Linked DNA regions of Siniperca chuatsi: region 2 is linked to region 1. The links are chromatin contacts, called in public Hi-C maps. All regions are on one chromosome and are shown on one strand. The core of a region is the stretch at or near the end of the contact, and the rest is flanking DNA. Distances in the headings are between cores, read along the strand shown.

Evidence for each region. Hi-C and Micro-C count contacts between places; a contact is called where the count stands out from the background.
Region 2: a contact with region 1 is called in a Hi-C map of liver, with 1.8 times the contacts expected there. The contact joins the promoter of LOC122880562 here to the enhancer-like site in region 1. A contact is called at or near these places in 2 of 3 Hi-C or Micro-C datasets (liver and skeletal muscle).

Annotation. Positions count from the first base shown.
Region 1 is chrLG8:15,473,158-15,479,843 of ASM2008510v1, reverse strand. LOC122880560 (dedicator of cytokinesis protein 2-like) reads right to left here. Exons shown (of 51, transcript XM_044205819.1): 18 at 4,248-4,345; 19 at 4,059-4,148; 20 at 3,715-3,815; 21 at 1,303-1,437. Among protein-coding and RNA genes, the nearest start is that of LOC122880560, 25 kb to the right of the region's middle. Within about 2 kb of position 2,378, the one cell type or tissue checked has an H3K27ac peak away from gene starts, as active enhancers do. A contact at or near this core is called in liver, where this site is marked.
Region 2 is chrLG8:15,522,133-15,529,147 of ASM2008510v1, reverse strand. LOC122880562 (protein INSYN2B) reads left to right here and starts at 3,269. Exons shown (of 4, transcript XM_044205823.1): 1 at 3,269-3,488. All of the region lies in intron 26 of LOC122880560 (dedicator of cytokinesis protein 2-like), which reads right to left.

The DNA of each region.
Region 1 (6,686 bases), core at 1,129-3,628:
CTAATAAATCTTCAATGCTGCCTATTTAACTATTAATGACTGCTAGTCTTGATGGTGATGATGATGGAGCCTTACAGATGCACCTACAGCGCTGGTGGCTCCTTTGAATACCTGATTCTCTGTTGGCATGACAAGGCCTTATAGGAGGAGAAATTTGATGTGAAAACTTTAGATGCAGAGCGAGTTGAAGTTGTCGGCTACCGGTAGTTGGAAGGCGACAGATAGAGCAGGAGAGAGAGAAAGAGAGAAGGAGAGTGAGATTTATTGGTTCAGAGATACCCAGGGGAGGCTGGCAAGTGGAGCTCAGTCCATCCGGGAGCAGTGGAGCGATAACGACACACAAGACATACACTAAGAAGTATGCTTAAATGTATGTGTGTGGGCTTGTGCATGCCTACACTTGCACATAAACACACATACACACACACACACACTTGGGAAACCACACTAATGCAACCACACAAATCTGCACACACTATGAATAAATAAACAAACACACCAACCACATCGATAAACAAACATACCAATTTCAACAAACAAAGCCCACGATGCCCTCTAGAAGATTAAAAAGACAGACCTTGGACCAGTGGACTTCGAATGACAAACACATACCAGCACGCGTGTGCACGCACCCGTGCGCGCGCACACACGCACACACACACACACACACACACACACACACACACACACACAGAGATCCCCTCCCAACCCAAGTTATACAAACACTAATACACTGCTCCTAACAGAGGCACACAACCCATAACAATTCACACACAAACCTTGCATTCTTACGTGAACAAGCACTCCATTACGAACATGATTGTGTCTTATATACCTGCACACCTACACACAAACACACAGGTACTCAAGTCACCCATAGGCAAGGCACATAACACAATTGTGGATCATGTTTCTGATCTGTCAGCATCAACTTTTGCGCTGCAGTTATAAATGGTGTTTACACTTATCGTATGGTGCAGCTCTCGGCTCAGCACAGTGGGTGTCATAAGTCTCTCCTGCAGGAACTTTGTCTGTCTGGTGTTTTCGTTGGCTGCCCATTCAGCAGCCCTGCCCTTTCATTAGCTCTCATTCGCACGCTGCACTTCATCATCAATGCTTATTAGCATTAGCAGCCTTTTCTCGCCGAGCTGTCAAAAACAATTACTCTGGCAATGTAGTGTCACTGGGCTCTGTGTGTGTGCGTGCCTTCAAGAATCTCTATTTGCATCATTAAGGGTCCAAAAAGAAATTAGTAGTCATTATCATAATGATCACTACACAAGAAGTTACACAAACACTCACTGGGAGTAGAGCATGCGCGAGCGGACGATGAACTTGAAGATGTACTCGAGGGCTTTGAGGGTTCGAAGGATTGGCTCACACTGTTCCCCTCGGCTGGACACATCCAGATACCTCTTTAACACCGACATCAGCTTTCTGGGAGAGGATGATATGATAGAGAGAGAGAGAGAGAGAGAGAGAGAGAGAGAGAGAGAGAGAGAGAGAGAGAGAGAGAGAAAAGGGCGAAACAAATCAAAACCATTCAGTCAGAATTGTCATTCCTTTTCTGATGTTCCACAGGTTGGAAAGTTAATCACCAACTCCATTTTTCACTTCCATAGAGCAGAAAGACAGAGTGCAACAGAGTGAAAGAACGAGAGAGAGAAAAGATGACTGGCAAGGAGGCGGAGGAGGAAAAATGGCAAAATAGTATTTCACACCTCAACAGATGTACCTTTCACACACCTCACAGACATTTTTATTTGCCCTCAGATGCATGGTGAAAAAATCATTCTCCAATACATGCACACCCCACAGGTGTATTTAGACACACACGTAAATATTCCGGTGTGTCAAAGCAGTTGGAAAGCGGCGTGGGGGGCACAGAGTTCAGTCTAAGTTTATGACCTACCAGCATTTATGTGCCCAATCTCCCTTTGTATTATCTCAGTGGCATGCAATACTAGCATATTCATAACACATAAAACAATACTGTAGGCCTAAAGAGGGTTAAGGCTTTTGGCTTTGTGATGGCTCTATTTCCATGAAATGGCAACCAGGGATCACCCACTAACTGGTTTAAAACTACCCAATCCTCTTAAACTATCAAAGTCCCCTTAAAAAATGATCTCTAATCTGGCCTCACTGGCGTCAGGTTGGCCTTATGTTATTGCCAATGTTATTACCATTCAGTCTTCCCTGGTTTTGTTTTGGTGCATGGCTTAAGAGCAAGCACAGGAGGATTTATTCTTTTTTTAAGAGCAAGAGATAGGGAGTTTAAAATGTAGTGAGAGGGAGTTAGAGAGCTTTACATAACAGCCTCTGGGCTGACAAGCGTTAAACTGCAGTGACCCTATCAAAAAGGGTGAACACCAACACACTGGCAAGAGAGGGATAGAGTGATAGTAAAGAGACAGATTATTTGGAGTGAAGAACAGACAGAAAGAAAGAAGAGCAGTTAAGAGAGGAGAGTGGCAGGGAGAATTGGGCAAAGGAGGATGAGAGGAGGAGAAGCAGTTGTGGTAAGCAAGAAAAGATTCAGGGTAAAAAGAGCAGAAGGAGTCAGACATGTTTTTAATTTCCTAACTGAAGCTTTGGCACTGCAAACAAATGTTTTCTCTAGCGCCCACTGAATTAAGTGAAGTGAATTATCAGAGAGTAAGAAGCAGACAGAAGTGTTTGGGGAGCATGCCTGAGTGCTTTAGCTGCTACTCCCCAAAGAAGCAGGGTTAAAACTCTGGCTAGCTGGGTGTACAGTAAAGTAGCATACTCTAATCCTGTTCAATCAAGTGCTCCAAAGGCCAACACACACACTGACCTCCAGTGGCAGCTAGATACAGTGCAGTATTTAGTCACTTAACATTAGATATTCAGGTGATATTTAAATTACCACAACAAGTTTACCTTTGGCATGGAGTATGGCATACCTGACAGGATTATGCATTTGAATGTGACTGAGACAACCCACACTAATGCTATGTATGCATTTCTGGTACTGGACTTTAAGCTGCTCTGTCCAACTTTCTAGGAACCACAAAACAGTCTGTTTTTTGGCTTGATGACAAAGCATTACTGAGATTATCTGATGGGATTTAAAAGATTTATAAATCCCAAGAGGTGGGAGAATTGCCTCATGAAAGATCATGTAATCCTTAATTTGCAATTCAAAGAAGAACACTGCAAAACTTGCTGATATATTTCGTGAAAACAGCAGTGTAAGTATGGTATGTTTGTTGACATGAAGTCTAACACTGTCTTTAAAGTCAAACCTAAAGTAAGCTTAAATAACCAGTCGTGCTCAGTGACTTTAATTAATAATAAAGTCTCCTGTGGCAGATTCAATAAGGAAGTGTCTTTGCTTTCTCAAGACATTAACAGGATACTGATTTGCAACTGAACTATTTGCTTTTTGGAGCACTTATGAAGAGCGAGAATTATCTATGTGACTCTTATCATATTTTGCTCTATTATATTTGCTCTCATATTTTGTTGTTTGCCTACAATGTTTATATTTGTCTTTCTCAGTCAGAATGTGTAAAATATCAGTTTAAATGTATGTATCTTTGTCAGATTCACATTAAGTGCTCTGATGAGAAAAGGTGCAGAGACTTTGTTCGTCATATATTCATTAAAATCTGATGCGACATACATGGTGATGAGGACAGGAAACTTGTAGAAAACATAACAGAATGAGATGAAAGGAAGTGGGCCTACTTGTAGGCCAGTGTAGCGCTGAAATGCTGCTTGATGTAGGCCTCCAACACTGTGTTGAAGTGCTGGAACTTTCTGTCAGCGATCAGACCTATGATGTATATCTGGCAGACAGAAGGGAGAAACAGAGAGACAGAGTGGGTTATATGTTTCCATAGCAGTAGACATTTACAAGGCAGATGAGAAGCTATGTACAATCATCTGATAGACATGTTGATTTGGAAAAAGATGGGACAGGTAGACACAAAGATGTCAGACTCGATACACAAAGAGACAGAGCATGTCAAGAAATCAGCTGCATCTGTTGAAAAAGCACACACACACACACACACACACCATACACTCACCAAGGCGTCAAACACGAGGATGTCATAGTCGTCAGTCTGGGAGTGTTCCATCATGATGTTGAACAAGGCGTCTAGAGTGTCCTGCAGAAACTACATACATATATACAGACAAAGGAGAGGTCCCATGAGAGCGCACACACGCTGGTCTACACACCTACGCAAAGACACACTTGTATTCACACCACTGACCTTGACCACCTCTTCTCCATCAATGATTTTGAGTTTCTCCAGGTTTTCTTTGAGGAGTTCAGGTCGAGTCCTCCACTTGAGCAGCCCCAGCAGGCCCACTAGACAGGAGAGACACAAGAGTCTTAACTGTACAAACATGTCCTGTCTTGCTTAAGAGTGGATGCTGATCAAAGCTTTTGTACTATAATAGAAATGTTTTCTAAGTTGACAATGTAATTTTCTAAAAACACTTTCTGTCCTTGAACATCTGACAAAGTGTGTCTCCTTCTGTGTTGCACAGAATACATATAAACTGTTCAAATGAATTCACCTGTCAGTGACTTGACACTATTTAATATAATGCCAAAGATAAGAAGCTGATTAATTTTAATAGTGTAACAACTAAAGCTGAAATAATTAGTCAATTTATCGATTACTCGACAAAAAATATATTGGTAACTATATATATATATATATACATACATACACATACATACATACATCCTCGGGACGCATTGAGCAATGACCCATCATCCAGTGTGGACCCTTCACGCTACTGCCTACCTCATGATGATGATGAGTGACAATAAAATATATGAGATGCCGGCTCAGACGTCGTCCGGCCAAACAAGGTCTGCGTCAGGTGTTGGGGAACCAGGGCACCGAGATGATAAATGGGCTACTGGAACAAGATGGGCGAGATGCCAGAGGGGTTACATGCAAAGGATGTGGGATGAATGGTTACTTCGAAACCCACAATCAAGGCTTACAGCAAAGCAAATAGTAGCTCAGTGTTCCAACATCCACAAGCAGCTATCACAACTTGAGATTGACGAGATACAACACAAATGCTACGGCATGGGGGAGCCAGGACAACAGGTCAGGGGGGAGCCAACGGCGGCTCCCCAACCGGAGATTGGGTACGAAGCCCCAACAAGTGCAATCACGCTGAAAGATAAGGAAGAATGAATGCTAGGCAACCCCGACGCCAATTACAACAGCTAAGTGAAGTACCATTAGAAAGTCTCCTAGAAGATGTGAATGCAGCATTGAGTGCGATCCCTACCACAACCATCACTGACACCAATGAGCTGATATACGCCTCAGCAGCAGTGATCCTCGAGATGCTTGGATATAAGAGCAACAATGGGAGCCATGAGACACAGTACCCACCATGGAAACGAAGGCCGGAGGCAAAAATCAAGGAGCAACCAAGAGCAACCATGGGAGCCATGAGAAACAGTACCCACCATGGAAACGAAGGCTGGAGGCAAAAATCAAGGAGGCACGGAGAGAAGTGAGCCAACTGACAGAGGCCAAGAGAGGTGCAATGAGAAAGCAAGTACCCAAGAAGTACAACCAGATGCCCATACCTGAAGCACTCGAAACTGCCAAACAAAGGCTCCAAGCCTTGGCCAGCCACCTAAAGAGGCACATGAGAGATAATGAAGCCAGAAGAATAAACCGGCTGTTTGCAACTCAACCTGCAAAAGTGTATGCTCAGTGGCAGGGTAATAACAGCAGAGCAGACCCACCAAGGCTGGAAACTGAACAGTACTGGAAAAGTATATGCAATGCACAGTGGCCGGTGGCTCTGGGAGAGGACCACAGCAACCTCCCTGAACAGAATCCAGTCACTATCACAGCGGCAGACATCCAAGAAAGAGTCTCAGGTATGAAAAACTGGACAGCACTGCACTCCACGAGCGCCTAGCAGCACAAATGAACCAGCTAAGGGATGGGGCGCAGCCTGAATGGCCTGAATTGTACCGAGGGCGTACAATCCTGATCCTGAAGGATCCCGCAAAGTGTACAGTCCCATCCAACTATCGGCCAATAACCTGTCTCTCCACAACATGAAAGCTCATGTCAGGCATCATCATGGCTAAGATAAGTGGACACATGGATCAATACATGAGCAAAGCACAGAAGGGCATCGGCAAAGGAACCAGAGGAGCCAAACACCAACTCCTGGTTGACAGAACAGTCACCCAAGACTGCAGAACCCGACCCACCAACCTGTGCACTGCCTGGATTGATTACAAGAAAGCATATGACTCAATGCCACACACGGATCACTGAATGCTTGGAGATGAGGCTGTGGAAAACCACCCTTGAGGCCAATGGCAAGCCACTTGCACAAGTATCCATCAAATGTGGCATATACCAAGGAAATGCTCTGTCCCCACTGCTGTTCTGCATAGGTCTGAACCCCCTCAGCCAAATAATCAACAAGACTGGCTATGGATACCGACTCGGAATGGGGCCACCATCAGTCACCTCCTCTACATGGATGACATCAAGCTATATGCTAGGAGCGAGCGGGACATCGACTCACTAATCCACACCACCAGGATCTACAGCTCTGACATTGGGATGTCATTCGGGCTTGAGAAGTGCAGTCGAATGGTGACAAAGAGAGGGAAGGTAGTCCACACAGAAGGGGTCTCACTCCCAGAA
Region 2 (7,015 bases), core at 2,020-4,519, 48 kb before region 1:
TGCTGATCCACACCCCATTGTTCATTTGTGTTAACTTTAGTTTTAATAAACAGTTTTAAGTAAATCTCTTGTGTGTATTCCCATCTTGTTACATTCCCTGAGCCAGTTTGTGACAGACATCACAGTGTTATTGCATTTAAACACGCCATTACTGCAGGTCCACTGCAGCTCCGGCTTGTTTACTTCTGCCCTCAACCTGGTTTCATCGATAGGTATGCAGAGAGCATTCTCAGTGATTGCAGCACACTCGTTCCAGCAACAAAACCTTCACATAACTGTCACAGCACAGCCATGAATATAGTGATAAAATCATTGAAATGTTTATCTGTGCCTGCTACAACATACCGTAACAATATCACAGAGAAGTGTCATCTAACTAACGCAGCAATATCTATCTGAAGTTTGCTAACTTTTGCCACCATAAGCTACTGGTCAAAGTAAGGCTATAGCAGCAAATGCTCTGAGTGTAAAGAATAGAACAAGGGTGCATTTAATTACTTATTAAATGTAAGTTTTTGTTTGGGAGAGAAAGAATGTACTATTTCTTCTTTTAAAAGTTACGCAGACTCACTTTATGTCACCAAGTTTGAATTCTCTGTTTAAAGTTCATTATCCCCAAAAGATGCCCAGTGGGATAAACAGTGAAACATGATTGATGCAATTAAATATAATTAACATATAATTTATTTTAAATTAAGACAGAGCATTAAAGCATTAACTTTGACAGCTCTAATTTAAATACTTACGGTTTTAATCTGTTAAAGGAGCACAAAGAAATGTTTCTGGTATGCTAGTCACAGCTGCAATAATGTGAAACAGTAGAGCAAGTAATCCACCAGGTACATATGGATGATTTTTGCGTCTACTTATATGTATGTATGTATGTTCTCACCAATTAAACTGCCAATATCCAAGACATTTAGTTTAATTTGAGGACATGCACATAGACAGACAGGAAGTCATTCACGTAGCAAAATAGAACCAAATACATGAATAAATTACTTTCAATTTAAAGCTCAGGGGGATAATAAACATCCGTTCAAATAATTCCATATCAGGTTCATTGATGCCTTTCACAACACTTAATTTAGGTCCATATCCTGCCTGTGCTTTCCTTTTTTCTTCTTCTCTACCCTCTTCTTGCTCTTTTTGTGGTGCCCCCTCCCCAGGTGGGAAGTCATTACGCTGCTCTCAACTGTGATTTTTCATAATTTTTCAAAATAGAACATCTAAAAAACACAGTCTCACTGGAAGCCTGCAGCATTCCTCACCTTCATAGCCACATGCTCATCTCTGACTCTGACCCCCGTCTATTACACCCAAACACACACTCGCACACGTTTTTCCGACACTTGGGGGCTGAGGAGGGAAGTAGAGGGGGGATGAAAGAGAGAGATGGATTGTGCGGAGAAGTAATTAGAGTTGTTGTGTGTGTCAGGGTGATGTGGCTGTTTGTGTTTGCCTGAGGCAGAGAAAGAGAAAGGGGTAACATGGGTGTGTGCATTTCAGTGTGTATGTGAACATGTACGCCTGTTCAGTGTTCAGAAAACAGATCAATGTGTCCCCAGGCTCCCAAATTCCCAATAACTACAAAGAGACACAATCAGTTGATACAAATAAGGAAGATAAAGCAGAGAGAGGAGAGAGGTCAATGGGAAAGGAATAATGAATAATGAAGAAGAGAAGAGACAATGACAAGCTTCTCTTGTAATCTTTTCACTCAAAAAACTAATTATTGAGACCTCAGAGCTTCAGCAAAACTATCTCATGCTTTGTCAACCTTGTATGTTTTTGGCTCACGTGTATTATTTCTGAAGGCATGTTTGGCACTGCACCCTGGCTGCTTATGTAATGTGCACAAATAAATTCACACGGTCAAACACACACAAACACACACACCCATCCAACCACCCACCCCTTTGCTCATCTCACCAGAGGTCAATTGAAACACAACGCAAGGTGAGTCCACCACTTTGCAGTGGCGCATACATCACCAGTTATTTTCAGATGAGGGAGGGGGCAGGAAGGACATTCACATGGATGCTGCATCAAGGGACCACTCAGGGAACACACACACACACACACACGCATATACACAAACTCACAGGTAATAATTTATTGTCCATACACACACAAACACGTCACTGACATAACCCCTTGCACACAAAAGAAACACAGTTTTACTATATTTGCGAGACCTTCTGCTTCATTAGTGTACATTTATTTCATAACTGCTAACTTAAACCTTACCGTAATAGAATTAAACCTAACTAAACCTACCGCAATTCCTAACTTAAAGCTCAAAATCAAAATCTTAAACTTGCCTGTAAAAAAAGTGAATAGCAAAATATTCTCATCTTTCCTGATGCATGACGAATGAGGAAATTAATTTGCAAACACACAATTCCTGCCGCGCACAAAAGACAAAGCACTCATAATTAAGCATAATTACAACCTGATCTCATATGCCGTTTAATCTCACTTTCTATTCAATTAATCTCGTTTTTTTGTCTTGTTTGCCTCAAGAAAGAAAGCAGCATCATCCTCAGCTGGTGTGAATAAGAGCAGAGACAGAAAGAGAATGAGACAGAAGGAGGGTGGGAGTTGGGACAGTCAAACACAGGGGAAGGGGTGAGTGTGAGAGATGAAGATAAAAGAAGAGGAGAGAATGGTGTGAGGAGGCTAAAGTGGGGCAAAGAAGAGGACAGCGACAAAACAGCTCAAAGAGGAGACTGAGGTGAAGCTACCAGGGGAGACGGAGCGACAGAACAGAGAGAGAAAGCAAGGCAATAGTAGACTGTGTTCACACAGAAAAGCAAAGATATAAATAAAGTGACTGATAGATGTAAGAGTGTGTGTTTCTGTGTGTGCGAGCGCGTGTGTGTTTGTTGTGTCCTGGCTCGACTCCCGGGAGCACTTCTGTGCTGCCAAAGTTTCACTGGGTCTACCACCATGCCAGGGTCAATGCAGGCACACACACACACGCACACACACACGCACACACACACACACACACACACACACAAAAACCAGGGCATGCCACAGGATTAGCCACCAATAAAGAGAAATGGGGAAATATGTGTAAACAGTGAAAGAGACGTGATGGAATTAATAACAGAGTGATAGTATTTGAGAAATAGGTGATCGCTAAAGAGAAAGAGTGAGAGTGAGAATTGCAGTGGGTATAGAAAAAATTAGAGATAGATCAGAGAAAAACAGAGCGAGAGAGAGAAAGAGAGAGAGAGAGAGAGAGAGAGAGAGAGAGAGAGAGAGAGAGAGAGAGAGAAGGGAGGAGGGAGGATCACTGGGCTCCGTGAGCATGCGAGGATCAGCAGCAACAGAATGAGACGGAGAGAGAGAGAGATAGAGAGCGGTAAAGAGTCAGCAGCAAGCGCAACTGAGGACTGAAGGACTATCAGAGATGAGAGAGAGACACCGAGAACGAGGGAGAGGAGAAACATGCGGACCAAAGAGGAGGATAAGAAAAGGTAAGTGAATGAACAAAGCAATGAAAGACAGTTGTTAGAAAAGATTAGCCAGTGTGTGTACAGAAAGTGTGTGTATGCCAGTGATAGCATAAAAGCCTGGTAAAGATGCTCTATTATGACTCTGAGGAATCTCTCCAGTCTTGTAGCCCACGGCTAGTACTTTATTTTCAAAGCAGCTCATTCAAGATTTAAGACACTGGCCAGAATTTGAAAGGAGGTAATGGTGACTATGGACGCAAGCGCCAGTGAGCCAACTGGACTAATGGACAAAATCCTTAGGTTTAACCTCTGTACCACAAAACAAATTTTAAAAAACACAGTATCTGGCTTTGGTTGGATGCCTTGTTTCCTACAGACTCAGTAGGTTTGACAAAAGTGTATCTCTACTTCAGGAAGGCTGTTTATAGCAACTGTAAGTGTGTATTTTTGTTTAAAGAAGTAGTGTGATCACAGCATCAAAAGTATGTGCGGATATATCTGTTTGTGTGTACGTTGGTGTGTATGTGGCAGGTGAGTAATCCTATCCATCTGTCACAGTAGGATTTGATGCATATGATTACGTCTGTGTGCGTTTGTGTGTCCGTGTATGTGTGTAGAGCTTTTTTTTGTTTTTCCATGCAACATTAATTACAACTTTAGCTTTTAACAAGGATTCAAAAGGCTTCTGTCAATTTATGTATGTATGTGTGTGTGTGTGGGTGTGTGTGCTATTAAAAGCCTCTGAACCAATCGTCAGAAGAAGCTAGTGTAGCTTAATATGGGATTATATTGCAATAACCTTTCTCATATATACTAATACTGCCCCAGTACATCTGTGTATGTGTGTGTGTGAGAGAGAGAGAGAGAGAGAGAGAGAGAGAGAGAGAGAGAGAGAGAGAGAGAACAAGCAAATGTGTGCAGAGATCTACAACTGAGACATTATGGATATATGTGACCTGTGCACTTAACATTTATATAACCTCACCAGTCAGTTAAGATGGTCATTTGAAATGACAGTTTGTGCACATACATGTGTGTTCATGCATCTGGCACAGACAAACATGCCAAGAAGTCAAAAACTGAGTAAGGAAATACTCTTAGTCTCTCTTTTCTCTGTTATTTAGTTGCATTTTGGGCTATTTTTCTATTTAATGATGTTTTTTTACAGATCATTATTTGAAACACAGTAGAAATGTTGAAGAATAAGTTCAAAATTCTGTTAAGTTTGCATGAAAAGCATAAAAACATTGATAAATATTGGACCTGTAGCCATCGAAGCACATTTGTTGAATAAATGATACAAAATGGCATAATGCTTGAGTGTATAAGGAGCTTGTTGTGGCTGTGTGGTTATTAGTGATGCATCAGAATATTGCTAAGTGCATTTCTCTGTTTTCATCCTTGCTGGCAGGAATTTGATTCAGTACTTATCAAATCTCTAAAGATTCCTTCAATTTTCTCATGAACGTGCTTTATCAATTTAGATTTTGTTTTTGGTACTTTACTGTTTTCTTTTTCAATATTTAGGGAGCATTGTATATTTGTTTTAAGTCAACAGAGAGAAACTAACCAAAACCTGAATTATTTTAGTGACATTCCAAAACTTTGTGTAAAATGTGCTTAAAAGTTGTTTACATGTCTGGTAATTAATGCACACAGCATACTGGAAACAACTGCTGCACAGAAAGAGATCATTTAAAGGGGTTTAATGCAAATTACAGACTAGGGAAACCTAATCAATAGGTTATAACATTATACTGCATTGACTTTAATTACATTTCTTTTCTCCAAAGAATGACAGATGATGGAGAGAAAGAGAAATAAAGGTTAAACGAGATTGACAGCAATACAGAGTCAAAAGAAACATGCGTGTGCACTTTCATATGTATCCTTGTGTGTGTGCGTGTGTGTCACTGATACTTTAGCCGCCTTGCTAACCAGACAGACTGTGAACAAGTGATGAGAAGGAGATGAGATGGGGTGAAAGAGAAAAGGACTAGAAAGTCAGAAGGGCAGGAAGATGGATGAGGGAGAGGGAGAGAGGGCAGAGGGGGCAACAGGATGGAGAGATGAGAGGAGGAGAGATAGATTGGGGGTTAATGATGGAGAGATTGGATGGGACGTGCGGACAGGATGACTCATATGGCAGAGAGGAGAAAGATGAGATGACAGAAGAGGATAGAGAGAAAAGGGAGAAATCGGAGGACAGTTGAAAAGGAGGGATAATAACATAAGGTGACAGGAAGGAGAGGCTAAAAGAGATAGGGGGAGAGTGCAGTTTAAGCAAAAATGCAAAACCCAGACTATATCACACTCTATTAGCCACGCTGATAAGATGTGTGTGTGTGGTCATGCATCTGCAGCTCCTCCTCTAACTTAGGCTTTTTCCCCTGCTGGCTTACAGGATCTAGCTTTCCACTTTATCGTGTTTATCTCTGATTATCAAATATTTGGTGGCAAAAATCTCATAAATATTCAGTTTTACATTGGTTTCTCTGCTCTGCTGCTCAACTAACACACATTCCTCTAGCCAACAACAAAGCAAATTAATTAAGCTGGCAGGTGGACTTGTCAATGACAGAGTCTTTGTCTTTAATTACACCCCCTTTTCTTGTTACAGGCAGGCTTACACCATAAAACCAAACAGATTTTATATTTCTCTGAGGGCCCTTTGATTGTAACAGGACATCGCTTTGAATTGAGTCCAGGCTAGTCTACTTCATAGGTCTGATGAAGAATTAAGTAATCTCTGGCTAAATTAATTTTCCGCTTCTGTCTAAATTATGCATCACAGCTTACAAACATATACACACACACTTACGCATGGCAAAGTACATATACTCAGAGGGGTTTGTCCAGAGGCAAGGACTGACAGTGTTGGCTCACAAGCTTTGAAACCTGGAACGTTACTCCTCATTATCTACCTCACTGTACCTATGTCATTTAAGTTTGTATATTATAATAATTAAAACTGCTTAAACCGATAAGCATCTTTGTACACATATTTATGTTATATTGGGGGTTGGGTGGCTAAGGGTGCTATGACAAAAAAAATTCCTATGAAGGGCTGCACGGTGTAAAAAAGTTTGGGAACCACTGCTGTAGAGCACAGTCATTTTTCTATTATTCTGTTTCTCGTAAAATTGATGGTATGTGAGTGTGTGTAGGACACCTACATTAAGCCCTAATGTTGCAAGTTTCTCGGACAGCCACAGTTTCCATAGTTTGCGCTGCCTCTGTCTCTGCCTTGGAGAGACACTTGAGTCCCTTACTATCAGCGAGGCACACACAATCTGCCCCAAACAATGCCTCAATGGGAACCAAATTTGGATTATGCTGGGTTGGCTGAGATGCTTGGCTTTAGTGATATGAACATTAGCCTTTGTGGCTTCTGGCTCTTCAGTTGAAATGCTGATTAAAGTGCACTGTCCCTGAAAAATTCAGTTGCACCCAATTAAAATGCAGAACAAAACAGTCAGTGCAGAAAGCTGAGCAGGTTTCCTGTTGTTTTGATGATCATTACTGGATTCTTCCTTCTGTCTGAGGTG